2 separate regions of the Dromaius novaehollandiae genome follow, and region 2 is linked to region 1. A link is a contact called in public Hi-C data. All regions are on one chromosome and are shown on one strand. Each heading gives the region's core, a stretch centred on a gene start, on an enhancer-like site or on the middle of the called end of the contact. The rest is flanking DNA. Distances are from core to core; before and after follow the strand shown. Region 1 overlaps RGS6 (regulator of G protein signaling 6). Region 2 overlaps DPF3 (double PHD fingers 3).

Region 1 (6,767 bases), core at 2,360-4,859:
ATAGTGACAGGATCCTATTGAATTCAAAAGCGATCTGCTGGCATAAGCTAGGATCTCCTGGAAGTGGAATGTCTTTCTACCAAGAAAGGAATAGAAGGGATACCCTTTTTCCCACTGACTTTGTTTTTTCAAGCAGGCACAGGATGTGAAAGCAAGCTTATAGAGCAGTGTATGCATGGTAGCTATTGAGTGAGCATACAGAACTCCTTTTGTAGGTCTGGAGCAAAATCACAGCATGGAAGGAAAACATGAAAATAATCATTCATTGTAGGCCTGTATCACCTTTCATGTAAGAAACTAAAGAAACTTTATTGCTACTTTCTTAAACCTTTTTACTCCCCTTCAACCAGTCACACCACTTACATGCACATCTATAAAGGAAGGTGAATAAGGATGGGGAAACTGAGGCAGCACATAACAGTTCTCTTTGGTGGGACAGACACAGTAAGAAAGCGTGAGACAGGCCCAGGAGTTCCTCGAAGCACTGCTTGCCTCCACCTGAGCCAGCAGTGCTCAGAGACCTAGCACTTGCATTACATGGATTTGAAAATGTTGCAGCTGAGTCAGCCCAAAGCTCCTCACCAAGTGGCACCCTGACAGCAGGACAGGGTCGGTTGGCTGTGGTGTGTGCACCCTTGATCTAGTATCTTTGCACTGTGCTAACTTATATATCCCAGTAACGTGCATCTCCATTGGGTTGTGTTACCACGCACTAGTCCTCTAATCTTCACAGCAGACCACTTTGTTGCCTCAATTTGTCCTTTGCCTTCCTCTGTGCCCAGGCCATTAGTGCTGGGTTTGGATGAGGCCCCAGCAGACAGCATGCATTGGGTTGCCCCCAGGTGTGTTAGACCTGCAATTCACATTAAGTTGGACTTGCTGCAAGTGCACAGAGAACTCTGAATAACAGGTAATATATAGCCTAGTTCCACCCCTCTTCTTGTGTATTTAAAAGTCAGAGCCTCTGTAGATGTTTGTATACACGAATGGTGACGGGGCCACCTGAAGTCTTTCGACAGCCTGAACCTTCCTGTGGGGGAGGTCAGTGACTACAGAAGGACTTGGACATTATTCTGTTCTCCTCCTTTGTCTTTGGTGCTGTGGGGCTGGAAAGGAAAGTTTTTCCTTACGCTGCACTCCAGTTGCCCTCCCTGTATGTGGGGTTTTGTGACTGTAGAAGCAACCTTCACCAGTTCCTGTGTATCCGTTACACATACATTAAAAAAAAAAAAAGGCAAGTTCCTTCCCTTCTGGGTTTCACAAAGCAACCTACAACCAAACAGGATCTAAATACTAGAGCCCCTAAGTATACCCAGCAGAGCAATTAGGTGGATGTAACAAAAATAGGAAAGTGGACATATGAAAGGTTATGCTAGTATACGTGTTACTGCACAGAGCAGAAAGTAAACGCCTTGAAGCAGAGGTCTACGTAGTAGCAGATACTTAGTGTTACTTCTTTCCTCAGATTTTTTTTTAAAGTTTATACACACCACAAATCATAAAGTACTTCTTTTATCCAGTGCCTTTCATTTTAAGTTGTGGTGGTCATGTTTTATGACAAATATCTAACATCCAGCTTTTGTCTAGCTGTTGCTTTTCTGTCTATTAAGGCATTGGGGATCGAACTGCTCTCTACGCTAACTTCTCTCTGTACTACACAGGCAGAGAAAGGGCTAGGAAAAAGCCATGAGTGAGCTCTCACCTTGCACATACAGTGACAGAAGATCTCTCCGGATGAAAGATCATGAAAATGATGTGACAAGAACGGTCAACATATTCACACAGCGGAAGAGTCTACCTGTTCCTTGGTATATAGATCATGCCAGGCTGGGTAGGACCATGCAGGAACAGTAGCAGTGTCTCATGTGCCAAACACTTCCAAACTCCAAAAAGTCTCTAGTTTGCTTAAATATTGAATTCAGCACTCAGGCTCTGGTTCTCTGGGACGTTCATGCCAGTACTGTGCATTGTGCTACTTGGATGCAAAAAGTAGCTGTATCTCAAATCCTGAGCAAGAGTATTTCTTGTTCATGTGAGAGTCAGGTAGTAGCTGACGCTATTTTGTTTCTCCCAAGTAGTGAGAGAAAGAGGCTTGCAAATAAGCCGCTTTACACCTGAGAACCCAGGACTCCGTGGACTCCAGGGCTTGAGCTCAGTCACTTAAAGGCACATACAAGACAATATGCCAGTAGATATCCTACAGCCAAAACGTTTATGAGATTTGGAAGTCTGCAGCTCTGTTTATATATCCAGCATATATTCTCCATGTAGGCATCCAAGAAGGTCTGATCATACGTATCTCAGCATAGCCACCATTACTGAGAAGTCATATGCTGCTTTCTATTGCGAGTTGCTTCTGTAAGGCTGAATCCTGATCTGTGACCATCTCCCATGGGACAGAGAATGTCCCAGTGCTACGGAATTTCATTTCTGCGAGGTGGGGGTTTCTCTGTTTTCCCATCCATGGCAGAGCCCAGCTTTTTGGCAGGGTTTTCACCATAGGAAATGGAAGGAGGAAGCTGCAGATGGCCTTGCAAATGGTTTTGGCCAAAAAGTTGAATAATTTCCATCTTATGGCTACACCTCAGCATGTATAGGAGCACAGAGGGCCATCTTCATTGCTGCATCTCCTAGAATTTTATCCTGTTTGGAAAAGGGATTCAAGGCTTCCAAATCCTACACAAGTTTCTCTCCTCCTCCCAGGCAAAACCTGTTCACTTGGGCTTTTTGCCAGCAGCAAGGATTTGGCCCATATTGAGAGAATCAGCCTGTTAGCCACAATCATTGTTCTCAAAACCTAAAGCTGCTCATATGGCATTGGACTCCCGACAGCCCACTCCTGTCTCCCAGGATAGCCCTTGCTATATTTAGGACTAAATCCTCCTGCAGTACCAAGCTGACCCCTTAACTGTGCTGCTCGAGCTCTTCGCCTCTGTCGGCTGCCACACTGCGTCTGCCCCTGGCCCCCCAGCAGCTCTGCGTGCCCGTTTCTGTGGTTGAAGGTGTGAAGTAAACCAGTTGTCTCATCGATTTACAGGGGAGCCAAAGCTAAATTTATGTGTTACTTTTATCAATGCACTTTCACGCAAAAGATTTACATTGTGTTTCCAACTATGTATCTACAGGGCTAAACAAAGGATTTCTGTGTATTACTCAAAATGAGCTCTCATTGCTTACAGTTATTTCTTCTGCTAAAGCTCCTTCTTACATTACTGTGCCTTCAGCCCAGTGTAATTTCATTTGTGGTCTAAAAAGAGGTTTTATGCTTTTTAGTTTAGCAAGGAGGTTGGTCTATATTACAGTATAATTATTCATCGTTTTTTTCCTTGGTAATAAAAACAACTTGGTTGAGTGTGAAGAAAATGCACCAGCTAAAAGTATGGGTGTAAATTATTGTGTCACTTAAATAACATAAGAGTGGCCAAAAAGATATAGCTCAAATTTTCCAGAGCAATTCACACTCAGGCCAAGACCCTTATGTGTCATTTAGCAACCTGCAACATTTCTTTTCTAAACTATAAATCACAGGAAGTCTTGCACTCCAGCAGCAACAAGAGCACTCATTTACTGCTAGCCATGCTAGGTGGCAGTACTGCTAGGCACCAGTGAGGCTTGAGAAACAGGGTCCCTTACAGGTTAATGCATTCGGACTGCTCAAAAATGGCAATACAGCATTGCTGAGAAGAGTAAAATGCTAAATGCAGAGACTAGAATAAGCAGATGCAGAGGAGTTCTTAGTGAGGATTTGGAGACGTTAAGGGGGATTGGAATAAAACCCCCATGTTTCGCATACACACACATGCATGCACACACGCACACACACACTTAGATTCAGTTGGGACAAGTTTGAAGGTCTTTTCTTCTACTGTGTGCTGCATGCGTTATCTCGACTGTATCTGCTACCGGCTATTTCTGCTTCCAGGGCCAGTGTGGCATTTTTCCTGCCTTGTCTGGAGCACGTTTCAGCACAGTCAGTTAGACCGAATGGCAATTGATAACTAGTGCTCCTAAAGCCCGTTGCACTCAGCAGTGGCACAGGTAACTAGCTCTGTTCCTGAGGAGTAGGTTTGCTTTCTTTTCTTTGGCATAGACATTTAGGAGGATCCTGGTGGTGTCGTGCTATGGTGTCCTGCTGGTCAGGCAGGATACCTGCCGGTGGGCTGGGAGAAGTACGGTGCAGCCAATACGATACGGTAAGAATAGCCGCTGGGTAGCGCTTTTCGCTGCCTGCGGTACGTGTGCTTTCTGGCGCTGGGGCTCAGGGATTAACCTTGCCACCTCTGCCGCAGAGGTGTCCATGCAGAGCAGAGGTGCTGGCAGAGGGGCATTAGACAGCTGCCAAGTCTCTTGGGAAGGTGCAGCAATCCCATGCTGTGTGCTCAGAAAAGCATCTCCCTCCTTGCTATCCCCTCTTTTTGCAGTGGAGACAGTCCTTTGAAAAGCCAACCTCAGGCAGGTCCCCAGCTGGCATCAGTTATCATCCTCCTAGTGAAGGCCACAAGGCATTCACTGAGGCTCTGCTCTCTCACGTGTGAATGTGCGGTAAATTCGTCCCTGGTGCCCAGCGTGCAGGTAGAACAAACATTAGCATTCATTGTGGTTTGCCATTATTTATTTAGTTATTTAATCTACTGCTTTATATTGCTTGTGGCCTTCTCTTCTAATAGATTTGTCTGACATTCTGCAAATCTCCCTTTCAGCTGGCTAGAAGGGTAGCTGCTAGGGCTCGCATGCTCGCAATACAGAGGGATTCGCAAATACGCTCGTACTAGTTTTATGCCAAGTCTCAGTGGTAGGGTCAAGGGAGGCCCCGAAGCAATCTAAAAGGCAGGAGTGGGATAGCTACAGTGGGGAGGTTTATGATCAGTTTCGGAAGGGCAAGGTGGGACCTTGGAGCTGAAGTGAATCTTAGGTATCTTAGTCTTTCTGTAACCCCCCTGTAATAGGCTGAAAAGTGTGCTAAATGGGAAGAGCTTTACTTGAAACAAGCAAAGAATCCGAGATTTTCCCCTATCCCCCACCCCCACCCCCAACAGCTAAAGCTTACAACTGTGTTTAGATACAAAGAGGGGAAACTTTCTATCAGCAAGTTAAAATTTAAGGGCTTGCTGGAAACTTTGCAGATGTTCACAGGTCATGAGACCATTGCACTTGGTCTTCACAAACCCCCAAATGTCTCAGGCCTGTCGCAAAATGTCATAGTGGGTAAGGTGCAAGTGGGTTTAGAAATGGATTTGTTTAACACTGCACATTTCATAGGAAATTCATCTCATATGCACATTTCAGGGGAAAGAGCTAAGATTTTCTGCCAGAAAGAATTTTTCTTAATAGGCAACACACTTCCTGAGGTCTGCCAGGTGCTTTGTGCAAGTTAGTGTTTGTTATTATTTTTTTATCATTCATTTTTTCCCCACATATCTGTCAGGTGTTTCCAAGGCCCTGCTTGGCTGGCTTGGCTGCCACCCTCTGCCCTCCTCAGGGTCACTGTGCTTTGACTGCTGAGGGGGAGAGACCTGAGATCGCATTGCAGCACATTGATTTGAAGCAGGTGCAGCTTTGAGACAGTTTCTGCTATCTCATCCACCTCCCACATTCCCATCTGGTTTGCAAACTTTGATTTTTTTTCCCTTTCCCCTCCTGTCAAGAAAATTTACAGAGCTTGTCCTTCATCTCCTTCCAAAGATAGGGCATGTGAAAGGAAAAGGCAGAGAGATGCTGAATCTTATCAGGTTTTTTTTCCCTGCACTTCAGCTGTCCGCTGTAGCTGGGGCGGGATTTCCTCTTGGTTTCACATAACTGTAGAACAGAAATTTTCTGTGATTTACCTGGCTGGTTCCTTTGTGTTTTAATTCACTGAAGTGACAATATTTTCCCCTTTAAAATTTACTGTTTGTTCTCCTTTATATCATGGAATGGCAACCAGCCATTTCTGAAGTGTAACTCTCATTACAGAAACCTAAGCATAGAGAACATGCTTAGTATAGCTCGTGTGGCCCTCAGGCACAGTGCGTTGTTCTTCTCACCACAGAAGAGATGTGGTTCAGGTGCACTAAACATAAAAGGGATATACCTTTTTCTAAAGATGAGATGCTTGCAGACCCCATTGCTCCCCAGTGCCTTAGTTCAGTATCTGGGGAACAACATTTTGGAAGGTGTGTAACAGCAAATCTGCTCTACTTTTAGGAAACTGTTAAGAGAATTGTTCATTTATTGGAGAAGAAACCCACCATCTCCAGCCCACAAATACAAGGGGACAAAAGGTCCCAGAAGATCTTATCAAATTGAGTGTTTTTCCTTTGCTTATTAAAAACAAATTATTAACTGGATGTGCCATTCATCCCTGGATATAGTTATGATGCAAGGAATATGCCTTAAAGAAACTGTAATTCAGGTTGCTGTGAGCTTGTTGCTCCTGCGTTGCACCTTCTGATTAGCCTTGTGGTAAAGAGTCTGGTGCAAGGTCTTTGCTTTGAAATTGGCCCGCGCTGCTAGCGAGAGGTGACTGTGTCCTCAACCATGATGTCTTGCAACAGCTGCGTGTCCAAAGAGTGATGAAAAGGTGGATTCTCAGGAGCTCGCCAGAGGGAACAAGAGCATGTTGCTAGTCGCTTGACGATCGAGGCTTGTGTGCTGCTTGCAGGGACGCACTGGCCACAGAGCTTGCCATGTTCAGATGGAAGCAGTGTGTCTCTTTCTGTTAGCTCTCCAGAGCTACATGTATTTAATGTGTCAAAAGTGTCCATTTAAATTGTCAAATTTACTCCTAC
Region 2 (6,767 bases), core at 2,472-4,971, 150 kb after region 1:
CCCCTTCATAGTGATTAAATTAACATGGTTATTTCTGTTTACCAGCTTAGTGCAGCAACCTCTCTATTTATCAAGGTCCTTAGACTGCAGTGGTAGAATGGGAACAATAATCCATGCCAGCATCATTCCAATATCTGTTTTTTATTGAACTGCTGCCTCCAAAAGAATCATATTTTCACAGATCCTACAAAACGGTGGGCTTTTTCAAATTTTGATTCAACAAAATAGCTGCACATCGCCATCCTTAAACATTTAGTTCACAACGCATTGGAGGCTAAACAACTTTTCAGTGTCTCTTTGAGACATAAATTAAAAACAGCCATCCCGTTTTCTATACAATGCAATGTATTTGTTTTACAATGGATCATTTCCATCTCCACAGTAGCAGCTGCCACCCAAGCCATCCTCTCTGCACACTCGTAAGCAGCTCCATTTCCAGTTCTAATTGGGAACAGAGATACTTATTGGGTGAGTTCCAGCATGATCTATCACGCCAGAGACAGCTACTATGCAAACCAAAGCAACCCGGCTTCCAAAAACCCTCTTAGACAAACACTGACTTTGCACATAGATTCTTGTGTTTTTGTTTCTTGGTGCTGGTTTTTTGGAACATAAAAAGTGCCAGCGGAAACTATATATCAAGAGTCCATGAACTGCTGTTTAAGATGGATAAATCCAAGGATACTACCTTAATAACCACTACCTCTTTAAAATTATATAGGTGGTCTAAAAAAGCCACCTAATTCACAGCAAACAGAACTACTGCTGAGCGAATGCAGCCACTAAGCTCATTAACAGGATGTGGCAGGATGTGTCTGAAAGTGCAATGCAGTGGCTCAGCAAGCAATTAAATCCCATGACAGTTTAAAATGAGAATCTATCAGTGTCACAAGAGTGTGAAGCCTCAGCTTTTCTGCTGTTCCCACCCCTAGCGTTTTATTTATGATGGTGTATTGGGAACATGGGAAGTCAAAAAGATTATAATGAAATATGCCATATAAAAACCAGATTAAGCCTGCTCTTCTTTGGGGAAATATGCAGAGAGAGAAGCTGTCTGTTAGCTGTCGAGTTTGCAAAAGATACCATCTTTTGGGATGGTGCTCTCTGCCAGCAGACAGAGTGCCCCAGGGGAAATGGTGGTGAAAAACCCAGACAAGCAGCATCCATCCATCCATCATACGCTCATCTCCACATCTCCAAGGCACAAATATAGCGTTAGAGTGCAAAGGGTGGGGGCAGGGGGGACAGAATCCCTTAAGAAAGAAAGAGTAGACAATGCTTTATGTTGAATAGCTGGATTTTGTAGCTTTTCTGTGTGTGCAAAACCAGACTCTCCTCAGCTTGCTTGCTTGCTACATTCATGGCCAGTATAGAAATTTGCTATTGTTCTTGGAAAGGATGTGCTCACAGCAGTGACCAGAACCAGGTATGCTAAAGGTAGGGTACTGCATGGTTTTTTCCTAAACATGCCTCTGCCAGCACAGCGCAGTACTGATCTTCACTCCTCTTGAAGATCTGGATCTCCAAAACCCTTCTTTCACTGCAGCTTCTCCTGTTACCCCAGGAGCAGATGCCCATGTCATTGCCGTTATGCTCTAACCCTGACCTTCCACAGTCCCTGCTATCCCAGCCTGTCCTCCCCGCATTACCACAATTCAGCACCCATCTGTAGTAATCTCTTCAGTGCCAGTTCTACATTTATAATTCTTTCCAACCCTGATGCACAGAACCTCCTGCCACCCAAGCCCTGGGCCTCCCGTGGGACTAGACTACTGCTAACACAGACTCACACAATGGGTCCATAAAGCCAAACAAATGCCCCAAGCGACTAGCGAGCATCAAATGCACTTCATTTTTAATCCAAGTCAGATGCAATAAAGCCATGGCTCTACTGGAGATTGAAAGGTTGCTCCAGTAACCCTTTGTCTCCTCCTCCAATTCCATCCTCAAACCTCATGTATACTATTGCAAGGTAATCTTAATAATGGTATATAATCTCAAGGTCTCAAGGTAAACAGGGCCATGATGTGAACACAAATCAAGCCAAAGAGAATGATAAACCTGTTTTAGAACTAAGCCTACTTGAAAGAAAGAGGCAATTTGTTTCCTCAGAAACAAATCACCTTGTGTGGAGAGAACAGTTTGGAAGACCGTTCTCCACTAAGCGAAAACTCCTCTTCAGCGGGCAGAGCACTGCTCTGCTCTGCGCCCACAAAGTGCAGCAGACTAAAGCCACTGGATCCTATAAAGGTCTGAAATGGATCTTACTAAATACTCACTGCAAGTTTTAGAGCCTACTGAGATATGCCCCAGTGTACTGAGATTTGCGCTGAAAGAGTGAAAAATCCTCATGTCTTCCTACCACCTTTTCCTGCAAAGCTGCTAGCCTCACGGTAAGGCAGAAGGAGTGGGGGGTGGGCAAGGCAGGGGGAAAAAGGGTGCAGACAGAGAAAGAAAGAGGAAGCAACGATCCGTGGATACTGGGGAACTGTACACTTTCACTCTGCAACGTGGGCATAAAATGCAGGAAAATCTCAGGACAACTCTTAATTTTAAGACCAGAATCCAATGGAAAGATTCTACCAGCACCTACCTAAAATACTTCCCAGAAGGCTACAACACGACAGGAGGGAGAAATAAGGCTGCTGAACACAGCAGAGGTTCTCCGATATAAGGTTAAGCATTGTTTAGTTTAGCCCATGATCAAAATGTGGACTTTACAAGCAGCTGTATTTCTTTGGCAGACTAGAATGCCTCTATAAAATCTCACAATAAAAAAACAGCCCTCCTGTTGGTTGTCTCTTACAAGTTCTTTACAGATTTATTTCTCAGCACAGATATAAATCATTGTCACATATAATATACTGCACCTGCTTCTCAAAGACTGTCAAATTACAGTATCAGGCTAAATGCTGGATCATATAACTACCCTCAGGGCTCAAATCATAAAGGAATATTTCCCTTCAATAACATTATTCTAGCACTCGTTCATGTTCATGGTCGCTCTTGCATTTGTGTTCTAGATAGGCTCACACTGCAAAGAGGCCTTCTGCACCATCAGGTCACACAACCACTGCAGACACTACCAAGGGACAGAGACTGGGTAGCTGCTACAATTTAGAAAAAGTTCCTGAGTAGAAAGTCTATTCCTTTGGGCTTTGCATCACCCTAACATGCTTCCAGCCTGTTTGGAGTAAGAGAAGAACTTGCTCAACCTATCTGCAAGTGGTCATACAGATATACACACAGTCACACAGGCCTACTGACCCATCAGAAGAACCAGAACCTGATTATTGTCTGGCAACAAGACAACTATCAGCAAACACCAGTCACCCCCACACCGGGCACAATCCACAAACAGTAGCAGGGAGTGGACCTCCACTGCAATCAGCTGCACTGTTTCCGAATGTGACAGCACTGAATCATGTGTAAAACCAGCCATGCTATAACCCTGCCACAAATTCTGGGAGATTTTGCATAGCTTTTCCTCTCCCACATCCAAGGCAGTGCAGGGGATACGATACCTCTAGTAACAGAAAAATCTGCATAATGCAATTATCTTTGAACTGCAGTACACAAGCATCCAAATTAATTCAGGCTGGGCCTGGCAGAGCCAGCACTAAGCCAGAGCTGATAAACCTGCCAGAGCCAATCTGAATCCCGCGAAGATCGTTGGGAGCCTGCACTGCGCTTTCTCATGCTTCATATTTCAGGGGGGTTATTTGCTTGAGTGCAGTACTCAGCTCGAGCTGGCTCCATATGTTCACATGATGCTGCACTCAGCTAATGAGGCCCTTCTGAAACCTAAAGCACTGGGAGCAGGCAGAGACACCCAGTCAGCTCTGAAGGCATCAGCATGGATGCAGCACTGCTCAGCCAGATTCCAGGTGTCCTGGACCTGATCCTGCATCTCTCTCTGCAAAGCTCCCACTTCAAGGAGTGTAGTGCTCTGAAACTCATGCAGGCCTGAGAAGCAGGATAGCCACATTTGCATGGCACTGAGTCTGAACAAGTCACAGGTCAGCTATGTCAAGCAGAGCTGGTTCAGCACCCACGGCTCGGTAAATACCAAACCTGCATAAACCACTGAAGAACAGAAAGGCCACAGCAAAGTGACTGGCGATTTTAACAAGGGATGAGAAGCAATCATCCTGGACTCTGCCCTTGGCATCACTACAGTTTCACTATGTGATCGTGGGCCAAACTCTAACAAAGGTACCCTCTGTGTGTTTTCATCGTCTGTCAAATGAAGATAGTCTTCATCTATCCTCTAGGGCTTGGTAAGGTTCATTTAATATTCACAGGCATTCAGATCTTCAAATAAAATGCACCAAATGCAAGGTGTTCTTACATGTTCTTGCATAGCCAGGTTTAAAAACATTTTTTTCTAGCCAAGAAAAACACTGAAAACGTGAGACGATTTTCACAAATGTCAGATTTCAGAGGCCAATTCGCAAATTCCAAGGAGTGAGGATAACATTTACTCATACTGGTAAGATGCATCTGACAGAAGAAGCTATATTGTTGAAAAATGTTATTATAAGAAGGAAAGCTTCTAACAGAAACATGGCAAGAGATGCTAGTAGGTATCCTTTCAGAAATGGGAAAGAACAAAGCAAATCATCTGCTGAAATGCTCAGATCTGTTGCCACAAAAAGGCAAGAAATTCCAAGAGGCCTATAAAATGTTTAGACAAAAAGGTGAACTCTAGAATTAATAAGAGAATGGTAAACAGGAAGATTAATGGCACCAGAGAAAATGCAGATGGTGAAGCCCAGCCTGCAGGCTCAGCAAGACTCTGAATAGGGAGGGGGGAAAAGGCAAGGTGTAAACAAGGTGACCTTCAAAGCCACTGGAATGGCCACCAAAAGGCCAGCCAGAGGGCATCCTCAGACACAAATGTGCCATCTGGGCTGTCTCACAACAACGTGAGCAAGATTTATCTTTTTCAAAATTTGCAGGGAGGTGAAATGGGTAGCAGCAGAGAATATGACCATTCATTCTAAAGCTGTACAATTAAATACGCAGACTGCAAAACCATGCAATCTATTTTGTAAAGAAAACATGAAAGAAAGACTCTCCGAGATCTCCCTGCATATCCCCACTCAGGAAGGTGTCATGTCCACCTTGTAAAATCTGCACAGGCAGAGTGTGGGGGAGGAGAAAGACTGGTTTTAACAAAACAAATGTTTCCTTGAGGGTTTATGCTTTAGGTTTAGGATGAAGACACAAAACCTCAGCACAAACGGCAAAGCAGCCCTTTAAACCCACGAAGGCATAAATTTTGCCCATCTTGGCATAAGCCAATTCACTCCAGATGGTACATTTGGGTTGAAGGAAGATAAAGACTCCTCAGACACATCTCTGTGTACAATATCTGCTTTTACAGAGTTCCCTTGTTTTGTTTCAGTGCTCAGTTGCACCTTGAAACTCCTAATAAGCTCCATTACATGGCCCTGTGAATGCCTGGGAGATCTGAATTCTTGTCTACAGGAAAAAGTGGGGAAGAGAAACCTCCTACCACAGTTCTGCTGGGGAGCCTGACTCCTTCAGACCTGATGCTTGGATCATTGAGGTCAGCCAGGAAAATTAAAAAGTAAATGTAATCACACATTTATTAAATATGTCAGTCAAACACCACACTGGGCAGTGCTACCGGGCTTAAATTCAACAATGCTATCTCTAAATCACCCTTCTAGAAAATAAGCCAAACGTTCCAGAACAACATCCAGAGGCTTTTTAGGCGAAAACAGAATAAGCAATCACATTACAACTCACCCTGGAACACAGCAGACCCTAGTTCTGGTAGTCCAGCACAGGCAGTGAATTCACACACCTCTTTTCCTTCCAGCCTGACTCAAGTACACCAAATCAGAGGATTTCAGGCAAAAGCAGCCCAGCTCATTCAGTGTGCTAAGTTTATAATGTCTGAACGTTGTTGATTCTGATGGACTGCATACCAAGTGCAAGGAAGATACTGGCCTGACCTCCAGTCACAGTATGAACCAAGGTTGCTAGATGACCTCAGGTAGTTTGTGCAAAGTCTGTACAGTCCCAGCGTGGTTGTATCAAGCAGGCTTGATTCAAGTGAGCTTGTGTTTTTCTCACAAGGGCTGCTATCACAGCTCTGGACATCAGTATATACCTCCCTCCAGATGGCCTCATCATTTGGCTCTACTTACTGCTTCTACAGCAGAACAGGAATGAAGACATGAAGTACATACCTGAAAACACTGCAGGGGCATTGAGGAAGGAATCAAGGAAGAACAGGGTAGAAAAATAGCAATATGGCGGCAAGGTATTATATTCCTTCTCCTTGCCAACTGCAGCTAAACTATGGCAGGCTTGTTTTGAAAACTGCCACGGAAAAGCAAGAAATGTGGAAGCTCTGGGCCTTGAATTATGCCCTTTCAATATCGCTCTCCTCTCTCCTCTGCAAAAAGAGAAACACTGTAAACTCCTACATTCTAAAAATGTATATTCTGGGCCTTCTCCTCACCTTACAAAATATTGTGAAAATAGATGATAATGGGGGAGAGAGAGAGCTAGCCACGCAAGGGGGAAAGAAAGTGAAATAAATAGAGGATATTTGCTCTTCTTTCCCTTCTCCCTGCTCAGCTTTCATTTTCCTTTGTTCATCTAAAGTGGAGCCAAACTAAGCCAAAGGAGCTGCCGTGCTGGGCTACAAGATTGATGGCTGCAGGCAGACTCCACAGTGAAGAGACGGATGACTGGTCATTTCCCCCAATGCACAGAGAAACATCCAT

The links. Hi-C and Micro-C count contacts between places; a contact is called where the count stands out from the background.
Region 2: a Hi-C map of brain shows a contact between it and region 1, with 2.7 times the contacts expected there. The contact joins two enhancer-like sites. A contact is called at or near these places in 2 of 4 Hi-C or Micro-C datasets (brain and ovary).

The regions. Positions count from the first base shown.
Region 1 is chr5:40,851,007-40,857,773 of bDroNov1.hap1, forward strand. The region is part of intron 15 of RGS6 (regulator of G protein signaling 6); the gene reads left to right. Among named protein-coding and RNA genes, the nearest start is that of RGS6, 260 kb to the left of the region's middle. Within about 2 kb of position 3,610, at least 2 of the 2 cell types and tissues checked have open chromatin away from gene starts, as enhancers often do.
Region 2 is chr5:41,003,425-41,010,191 of bDroNov1.hap1, forward strand. All of the region lies in intron 3 of DPF3 (double PHD fingers 3), which reads right to left. Among named protein-coding and RNA genes, the nearest start is that of DPF3, 120 kb to the right of the region's middle. Within about 2 kb of position 3,722, at least 1 of the 2 cell types and tissues checked has open chromatin away from gene starts, as enhancers often do.